Regions from separate parts of the Mus musculus genome. Here region 1 is linked to region 2. A link is a contact called in public Hi-C data. All regions are on one chromosome and are shown on one strand. Each heading gives the region's core, a stretch centred on a gene start, on an enhancer-like site or on the middle of the called end of the contact. The rest is flanking DNA. Distances are from core to core; before and after follow the strand shown.

Region 1 (4,991 bases), core at 1,516-4,015, 330 kb after region 2:
TCAAGACTTGTGGTCATTTCATTGCGTCTTTTTAAATGACTGTCCCCACAACATGCTGTGCATCCTTACCATCCGTGTCTGGCTTGTTGCACAAGCTGGTTGCTCTCAAGAAATGGTTAAGAACAGCAGTGGTTCTGGCAGAGGTCCTCTTGTCCTGGTCTTGCACTGCGAGGTCTCTGTGTCCTTTGCTTCTGTGTCCTGGTGAATGACATTGTGGCCATGCATGGCATTGTGTGTGGCGTGGCATTGTGGTGTACATTGGCATGAATTCATCACAGTTTCCCAGTTTTCAAGTTCTGTTTTGATTTTTCTTGTTTCCCTGGTGACTTCTTTTTCCTCTTTAGTTAGTTAGAATTGTATTGCTTAATTTCCATACAGCTGGGGATTTTCCATCTATCTCACATTATTTATTTCTAGTTGAATTTTGTTGCAGCTAGAAGACATGGTGTGCTCATTTAACTTTTTATGAGTCTAGTTTGACCTTATCGGATACAGTCTGCTTTTATTGCTCCAGATAATTCACTTTTATTTTCATTTACTAAGGTTATTATTATTAATTATATTAATGTGTATGATGCAGGGCATTGAACCCAGTGCCCTGAATTTTGAGCATTCACTCTGACATTGAGCTATACTCCTGACCATGCTCACTGCCCTGACATTCTATGAATGAGAGTGTGGGCTCCATCAAGGTGTCAGGGGCTGTTTCTTTCTAGAGGTAGTGAGAATAATGTGTTCTTGCTCACTTAGCCTATTGGCAGCATTGGGTATTGTGGCTAGACTCTCAAGGGCAGTACAACCATTGGATCAGCGTTTCTTTTCTCCAGTCATTCTCTCATTCGTATTTCTTCTTTATTTTGGTACAGCAGGTTGAACCCAACAGTTTGCATATGCTAAGCACCTGCTGTCTGAGCCAGCTTTGCTTGCTGTAACAAAATACCTGAGACTGTTGTTAAAGGAAGGAAAGGTTTTTCCAGGTTCAGTTTCTTGGTGACCCAGCTCTATGCCTTTGTACAGGAGGCAAAACAGAGAATCTTGGAGAGACTGTTCAGCTCCTGACAACCTGCCACAGAGGAACAGAAAGGCCAGGGACTTCTCTTTGTGAAGACCTGTTCCACAGTATTACAGTCTGATTATGAACCCATTAGTTGGTCAATCCCCTGAAGAAGTCTTGAGTCCTCACGATCAGTCCAGCTAACTCTCCAAAGTTCCACCTCTGAGCACAATTGCCTTGGGGTCAGGACTCTGGGCCCCTGAGTCTGAGGACACTCTGCATCTACAGTCTACCCTGGGCTCTCGCTCTCCGGCACACCCTGGCTTCTCTGTAGCTTTGTAGCCAGTAGGGGCAGGTCGAATCTTCTAGCCCAGTCTCTTACCTGACTGCTGGTTAGCCAGAGACTCTGCTGTGAAGTTTGAAAGGATCTCACTGTAATTCAGGGTAATTTCTTCATTCCAAAGTCCATGACCTCATCAGGCCAGCACAGCCTCTTTAGCACTTAAAGAAACCTGCACACTTGTTCCAGGTATCAGGGAGGTCACATTTTGCTGGCCATTGTTTTGCTTCCCACATGGCTATGCTCATGAGAGCATCTTTAAGGTGGTGGACTTCAAAGCAGAGCAGTAATGCCAGCCATCTTAGGATTCCTTTCCCGTTACACTTCCAGATCTTATATATAAGCTTAGATTCAGGTTAACGGGCTCAGCGTTTCAGTACAGGTCTCCTGACAGGGAAGTTTCGGATTAAGTCTTTGTTTTGCCTTCGTATGTATGGGAGTGCTGTAGATGCACGTATATATTCATGTGTGTGCATTGCGTGTATGTACTGGGGGCAGGCACTGACACTGGTTTCTTCCTGAGTTATTCTTGTTTTCTGAGACAGTTTTTTTTTTTTTTTTTTTTTTTCACACACCAAGCATGGAGCTCAGGATTCTGCAAGGCTAGCCAACTAGCCCAGGAGTCCTCCTGTCTCCACTTTGCCTGGTGCTAAGATCACAGACATGCACTGTCACACTGTCCCCTCCCCTCCCCTCCCCTGTGTTCCTCTTGCCTCCTCTCCTCCTCTCTTCTTTTTTCTTGAGTGTGGCTTCGGGGGATCCAGGCTGCATGTGTGCGTGCTCCGCCCCTTCCTAACAGGGCCGCATCTCTGTCCTCTGCTGTAGCTTTGTTGGTGAGCGCTGAATTGCTTCTCAATACAGCATTTTAGGCTGGCAGTTTAGTCTTCTTTAAGTGGTGTAAGAGTGAAGTAGATAAGAGGTTGGAAAGATAGGTGAGATTTAAGCAGCCGCCACCACATTACCATTACTTGATCATATATTCCTGGTTAATATTTCTTGATCATCTTCCTGGAGGGAAGGAAGAGCTTGGCAGTGAAGTGTTGTGGCTTCCTGTGCCTACTGTGTAAATCCCCACCTCTCCTGCTTTGTATTCAGGGCTGAGGATCAGCTGCTGGCAGAATACCTTTCCCACTGTGCCTTCCTCTCACTCTGCTGGTCTGTGTGCAGCCTGGTTTGCATGCTGTTCCCCATGTGTGTTTTAAACGCGTTTTTTGCACACCACGTTCATGAAACCTCCTTGACTTGAAAGTGCTTCCTTCTGCTCCCTGCCCAGGACTGAGTCAGAGATGTGCCACCTACGTGAACGTGTCTTCATTCCCGATAGTCAGTTGTCTTTGTCCTCCCTAGCTTCCTGATTATACATCCTCTTTGTTATGCATTTGATTGCCTAGTTCTCTGTCTTGTGGCTTCAGTCTCCTCCTCTGTCCTGAGGAGAGCTTCCTGTCTGCACACACACTCAGCCTCTCACCCTGAGAAATCGCCCTTCTCCCCTGTTAGTAATATCTGGGCTTTGCCCTTCCTGTCCAGCTTCCCAGGGAGAGATCCAGCTTAGCTGGGCCCTGAGCTCAGCCCCCCTCCCCACACTAGCCCCGTGGCTGAGGTGGATTTGGCCCCTGGGTCCCACTGACCATGCTTTCAGACCTGAGCCCATCCTCCCCATTCCTATGCCACAAGCCTGGTCGCTCTCCTTAATGCCATCGTGTGTGTTTAACACCCTGGGCCACAGGAGTGCCCAGGTTCTTCACTGTCATGGGTGTCGTTGCATCTTTCCAGGTCCTACCTTGTTGATTCCCACTCCTAGCTTAGCCTTAAGTCTAGCAATTACCCAGGCCTCTAATATCAGGCCTCTTTTCCTCTCCACAGCATGTTTTCTTTGGCTGGTCACTTGTTTACCTTTACAAAAAACAGCCCTCACTGTGCATTCCCAGATATCTGCCTCTTAGCCTAGACCTCTCTCTAGGGACAGAAAAGAATGTGCCTGTATACTTCATGTATCACAATTTTCAGCTTGCCGTGCCATCGTAGTAATTATTTTAAACGGTTCTGTAGTGTTACGTTAACTGCACTGCCATCATTAGCCTGGCCATCTTCCTGCTGACAATGACTGGTCCTCACTGTCCACCTGTGGTCCACAGTCCCACACACGCATGGGGAAGTGAGCGTCTGTGGTTGCCAAGTAAAGGGCCCCCCTCCCCTCTCAAACCAGCTCAGTGCTCCCATATAAAGCCAGGAAACCTTTGTAGAACTTCTGGAAAACTATTCTTAAGCCTTGTGCTTTGCCTCTGTTAAGAGTACTACCATCACTACTAGAACTGCTGACAGCTTTTCAGTCTGACACAGCCCTGGAAGAAGCTCGGAGTCCCCCTCTGCACAGCACCATCACCTGATCCCCTCCCGAGCACCTCTCATAGAGATCCAGCAGAATCAAGAAGGAATGGGTGGTGCAACTTCAAAAAGGCCTGGCGTGTGTCCTTGAGTGACTGGACTGCCCTTCCATATTCTCAGCCAGAGAAAGACAGGGAGAACATGAAAGATAGGAATCAATATGGCAGAAACTGAGTGTGACCATGAACACCAAAGTTAATGACGTCATAAATATTATTAACAAGAGCTCGAACTTAAGAGAATGAAATGAGATAAAATGGGGGTGGGCTGGCAGTGGGAGGAGATTTATGTGATACACACATCGTAGAGGGAAACAGTTCCATAAGTTGTCCTCTGAACTCTGCATGCTTCATGACATATAGACTGTCACACACCCAGATGGATATATATGCATGCATACATACATACATATATACATACATAAAATAAATACAATAAATTAAGAAAAGAGTGGTTGGGAAGATGGCTCTGTGGACACAGTGCTTGCTCTGTGAGCAGAGAACCTGATTTCAGTCCCCAGCATCCGCAGAAAAGCCAGGCCTGGTGGTACACGCCTGCAGTACCAGTTCTGGAGGGCAGCGAAAGGAGGGGCCTGGAGGTTTGTCAGCTAGCTGATATAGTGCAAAGGACAAGATCTAGCTTCAGTGAAAAACCTTGCCTTAAAAATTATACTGAAAAGCAATAGAGGAAGACACAATCTCCTCGAACTCTGGTCTTCAGATTGTACCTATGGACATACCCACACACATAGACACATAACACACAGGGGTACTATATATATATCCATATACATAGGTGTACAACACAAGTACACACACACAGGCATACAACACAGGTGCACCTCCACACATACATAGACAGATGTACTCAACACATCAGCATATTATGCAAATGTGCACACAATCATAGGCACACGACACAGGTGTCACCCACACATAGGCATATGACACAGGTGCACACACACACACTATACCGTGTACTAAAATTAAAGTTACACACCAAGAATTGACAATAGACATTTACAAATATAGCCGACATGTATGAAATGCAATGGCAAGTGACAGAAGGTCAGGTCCTATTGAAATTGGAACATGTTGCTCAAAATATTTTTCTAATCCTTAACTATAGATTTTTTTTTCAGAAATATCATAAGTAAACAGAAATATTTAGAAATTCTCTTTATTTTCTCATTCTCTTGAGGCAATCTCAGTGTGTGTTCCAAGACGGCCTCAAGCACGTAGTTCCTCCTGGGTGCTAAGGGCCCCCCTCCCC
Region 2 (5,048 bases), core at 2,341-4,840:
ATCCATCCATGGTATGGGATGATGATGCTGGACATACAATTTGGGTACTTACTGTGGATATAGGAAAAGCCATTGTGGTAAAGAGCAGATCTCTGAAGGATGTGACAAACTTGATGTCTTTCCTTCCGATGACTCTTTTCAGCACATCATCCAGGCAGGCGACCCCAAAGAAAATGGCCTGCAAGAGCTAAATTCATTACAATAAATGAGCACTCTCATTGGCTTTAATTAATACATCCTTGACTGATGTCAAGCTGCGGCCCTCTGGGAGCAATGTTGGCTTGAGAAGGAAGGGGCGGTGGGTCGTTTGGGTGCAGAGCCAATTCAAGGGCTGGGATTCCAGCTCATTGGGCCTTGACCTTGCACACTAAAACTGATTGAGGAAATTCATTTAGGAGATAATAGTGTGTACAGTATTTAGTCTAATGGTCTTCGGCTAAAATGGAAAGAAAATAGACTTTAAAGGGAGAAAGTAATGAGCTGCATAGAGGTAAGAACCAAATATACAGCTCGGTGTGAAGAGCCAGCCAGGCATAGGGGAGCATGGTCAGAAGTCCCTTCCTAGGAAAGATAGCTAAGGTAAAAGACTAGGTAGCGCTAGATACAACAGTCAGTGGAATGGTTGCCTCACAACCTGAAGACCAGATTCCAATCATTCATGCAAAAGCAGGGTGTGGTGCAGCAGATGTCTGTAACCTCACCTCAGCGCTGTGGGGTGAAGGCAGAGAAAGGTGGACCCTCCAAAATACGCTGACTCATGAAATAAAGTTAACTTCTGGTCTCCACACATAGAAACGGGCAAGTACCCATGCACATACATGCATGAACATATTCATTCTCTCTCTCTCTCTTTCTCTCTCTCTCTCTGACACACACACACACACACACACACACACACACACACATACACACACTGAACCCTCACTAAGAAAGCCATAATGAACACCAGGATGGAGCTCTGTGCCCGTTTGAGGAAAGTGCAGATCAGGACAGCATTCTCAGGATGAGAGGCCAGTGCAGTCCCCCTACCTAAAGGGGCTGCCTGAAGGCCTCGGGGAAGCAATCTGATAATTGGAAGGATTTAAATCATGGGATCCAGAAAGCAAGGCCAGGAGTTGTGGCAGCTGCTGAGTTCTGTGAGGTTCCCGAGGCAGGGCAAGAGCGAAGCAGAGCCTTTTTACTTCAGTAAGACTGAAGTCCTTTTTATCCTAAAGGCTTGGCACGAGAAGTATTTCGGATTGAGGATTTCTTTGTTCAGATTTTAGAATATTGACTCATAATGGAGAGAAGACTCAAGCATGCACACAAAATTAATTTGTATTTTATGTTCGCCTCTTAAAAATAGCTTGAAGGTAACCTTATACCATACTCTTAATAATGATCTTGTGCGTGAAAAATCAAGTTAGACTGTGAAATTTTCTATTTGCGACATCATACTTGTGACCGAGACACTTTGATTTTAGAGTCAATTGTCAGATCTTTGGATCCAGGATACTAAGCCAGAAATCAAGCCTTGTGTATTTTGTACAATATTTAGGTCTGGTGGGTGGTGACTGTACAGAGATTGGGTTTCTTTGAAGTAGGTTTGCCTTAGAAGCCATCTCAGTTCTTAGAGGCTCTGCCCTTGGCATGTGAGGGGCAGTTGGATTCCAGCCTAGAGTATGAGATAAGAAATTTATGGAGTCGGGAGCTGAGTTAATAAGTGATCCAAGCTGGCTGTTGGGGAACAGTGTCTGAAGTTTAGACTTGGGCAAGGATCTAAAGTTGACTTCAGGATACTCCGTAGGCTGAGGAATGAGCAGGAAGAGGGATGGGGAGAAACAGACGATTCATCCAAGATTGGAAACCGAGTCCTCAGATCAGCAGAAGGTGCACTACCTTGATCTTCTCAGAGAGCCAGGACTCTTCTCTGCCCACAGACTTCGGGATCACAGTCCCTGGAAAGGAGGTCTAAGGGCAGAACCCTCTGGATTGGGCATCCATCGCTCATGGATTTTACCAGGGACTCACAACTCCAACAGCTGACTTTCAGTCATGGCTTATTGTAGGAAGCCGCCCTCACATTCGCCGTTGCAAGATGGCGCTGACATCCTGTGTTCTAAGTGGTAAACAAATAATCTGCGCATGTGCCAAGGGTAGTTTTCCACTACATGTGCTCTGCCTTCCCCGTGACGACAACTCGGCCGATGGGCTGCAGCCAATCAGGGAGTAACACGTTCTAGGCGGAGGATAATTCTCCTTAAAAGGGACGGGGTTTCGCCATTCTCTCTCTTGCTTCTTGCTCCTGAAGATGTAAGCAATAAAGCCATTCTCTCTTTTGCTCTTGCTCTCTCTCTTGCGCTCTGGCTCCTAAAGATGTAAGCAATAAAGCTTTGCTGCAGAAGATTCCGGTTTGCTGCGTTCTTCCTGGCCGGTCGTGAATGCGTGTAAGAGCTTATAACATGCCAGACTCGAGACTCGTTTAATTCTCAAACGTCCTAGTGATGTATCAGTATTAGCTCCATCTTAAAGATGAGAAAAACGGGCTAAAGAGAGATTAACAAACTGGTTTTAAGTCCCAAGGCTTTGGAGTCTGGTTCTTGAGCCAGCCTTAAGAAACATCAGATTTCTTGAGCAGAATTGAGAAGAAACAATCTACATGACTAGGAGAATAAAATGCAACATTACAAAAAATTACCAGTGCTCTGTTCCTACCCCAGGGACTCCCCTTTAATGGGCTTAAGGGGACAGCTCAGATATTACGGTTTATGAATCTCCCCAAGGTTGTAGGTTTTTTTGGATATGTGGTGGTAGGGTTAGCCAGGGATCAACCTTGGCCAGGAGACAACAGCTATCTTGGTTTTTGAGGCAGGGCCTTCACTGGGGCCTGGGGTTCTCTGCTTCAGCTAGGCTGGTCAGCAGGCAATCACCAGGAACCTGCCCATCTTCACATCCTCTGGGCTGGGATTTCAAGGTCCTGCCACTGTGCCTAGCCTCAAGTGTAGATGCTGGGGATGGAAGTTCGTTCAGTCCTGATGTTTGTGCTCAGGCATTGAAGCAGCTGAGCCTTCTCCCTAGCCACATCCCTGGGGGATGCTGACACTAGGTATCTGAGACTGAAGGCCACCTGTCCAGCAAAATCTACACTTGGAAATACAGCTACTATCAAGTGGTCTTAGAGAGACGCAGCTGGGAGGAGCAGACCTAGATAGTCAACCGTCTTCAGGTGGAATGAAATTGTTGAGGGAGCGAGCTATGAGCAGGGAACAAATGCCAGGAAGTTACCTCAGGTGAGGCCCAGGATGAGGCAAGGCTTATCCAAGGCCACAGAGGCAGAATCACAGGCTGGGCGAGAGTCACAAGGCTCCTGCGGAGGAAGAGGAGGCTTCCCAATGGCTGAGGGTCGGTGTGGGAAGGAGGGAAAGAGCCACAGTTCTAAATGCCACGCAGAGGTTCCCTCCACAATGTTTAGCCCTACTGCTGGTGCCTTTGCCACAAAACCCATGAGCTGTAGAATTCCGAGTCTGCAGTCGTTTGTACACGGATGTCAGAAGTTGCCTCTTCTCTCTCCTTCCTCTTCCCACAGAGCTCTCAGCCCTAGTTTCAGTTCCAGATACTCTTGGCCATAGCAGCCCTTTCCTGCCTCAGTTTGCAGAAGCAACCCTGGGGCCTGAGCTTTGTTGATCAACACAGCCATTCTGCACACACACACACACACACACACACACACACACACACACACATGCATACACATTGACCATTCTTTGGACCTGCCCTCTTTGAGACTGAGAGAAAGGCTGCCTCCACCACCTAGAGAGTGAAGTCTATACTACCCAATGTCTTTTGGCCAAAGGGGCATCTAATAGGGAGTCAAGCCCATCCCTTTCCTTGCCCCTGTCAGCCACAGAGTATGGAAATCAGATTAGGGAAGAAAGCGTATTACTCAGCTCCTCCGAAGTTTCTCCCCATCAATACAAATTGGCTTCCCTGTAAATGTGCCAATCATCTCTCCCCCCTCCACCCCCAGTTCACACATACCATCTTGCAGACATATGCCAGACGCCAACTCAGGGTGAGGCAGCCTCGCTGCCACTGATCTGAGTACTGATATGCTACATCCTTACTAACAAGGAATACTTGGGCAGTGTCAGGTCCCACATGGGTGTAGGAGAGAAAAGGTTGAGGGTCAGGCCAAGGTAAAGGTACAGGCTAGAGCTAGGGTTTAAAGGGGCCACTGAACAGAGTTGGAGGATAAGGAGTAGTAAAAGCTGGATTTCTAGGGAGTCTGGAGGGGTATCGAGAGGATAATCAACCAGGTTATCCAGATGGATAGTGATCTGCTCATCCATCAAGGAAAAAATAAGACAATGTTTAGAATCACACACACACACACACACACACACACACACACACACACACACTCACAGATTCTAGGGAGTCCTGGGTGGTGTTGAGGGTGCATTTGGGTCATCACCTCAGGTCATCCAAATGGGTAGTGGTCTGCCCTTCTGTCATCCTAGGACATTGGCTCCCAGGAAAGTAGGCTTCATGGTGTCCTGTTGATCACAGGCTATTTACAGCTAATGGTTTCCGATTCATCTTTTCTACTGGCTCTTCCCTGACTCTACTCCAGTGGAATGTTCTGGGACTTTTCCTGAAAGGCTCGCTGCTCTATATTTGGTAGCTGTCTTTCTGTTTCTGTTGCTAGCTAACAAAATTATGACCAGTGACAGAGCTGAATTTACATTAAAAAAAAACAACTAATGTAATTTTAAAAACTGTAGCTGAAGGATATTTAGTTTATATATTCCATGTCTTCACAAATCCACTAGGATCTTAAAATCATGGAAACTTACCCTCTCCAACTCATCAAGTTTATTTCCCTTGCCCTAGAGCCAAAACCTTTTTAAACAACCCCAGGAAATGAAAATTTCTTCCATTAAAATAATAATAATAATAATTCCAGAGAGGGAGATTCCACAAGTTCCCTGAAGAAGACATTATGACTCCTGGTGGGTGAGTGTAGTGAGCCGGTGCCAAGCTCAAGGCTCTGGGCCTGACTCAGTCAT

What was found. Hi-C and Micro-C count contacts between places; a contact is called where the count stands out from the background.
Region 1: a Hi-C map of bone marrow-derived macrophages shows a contact between it and region 2, with 1.8 times the contacts expected there. The contact joins two enhancer-like sites. A contact is called at or near these places in 1 of 39 promoter capture datasets (pre-B cells), 1 of 484 Hi-C or Micro-C datasets (bone marrow-derived macrophages) and 1 of 115 datasets of contacts at active chromatin or transcription factors (embryonic stem cells).

What each region holds. Positions count from the first base shown.
Region 1 is chr13:42,147,451-42,152,441 of GRCm38.p6, forward strand. All of the region lies in intron 3 of Hivep1 (human immunodeficiency virus type I enhancer binding protein 1), which reads left to right. Among named protein-coding and RNA genes, the nearest start is that of Gm32778, 37 kb to the right of the region's middle. Within about 2 kb of position 2,766, at least 82 of the 459 cell types and tissues checked have an H3K27ac peak or open chromatin away from gene starts, as enhancers often do. A contact at or near this core is called in bone marrow-derived macrophages, where this site is marked.
Region 2 is chr13:41,816,086-41,821,133 of GRCm38.p6, forward strand. Adtrp (androgen dependent TFPI regulating protein) reads right to left here. Exons shown (of 7, transcript NM_001145875.1): 3 at 53-187. Among named protein-coding and RNA genes, the nearest start is that of Adtrp, 29 kb to the right of the region's middle. Within about 2 kb of position 3,591, at least 45 of the 459 cell types and tissues checked have an H3K27ac peak or open chromatin away from gene starts, as enhancers often do. A contact at or near this core is called in bone marrow-derived macrophages, where this site is marked.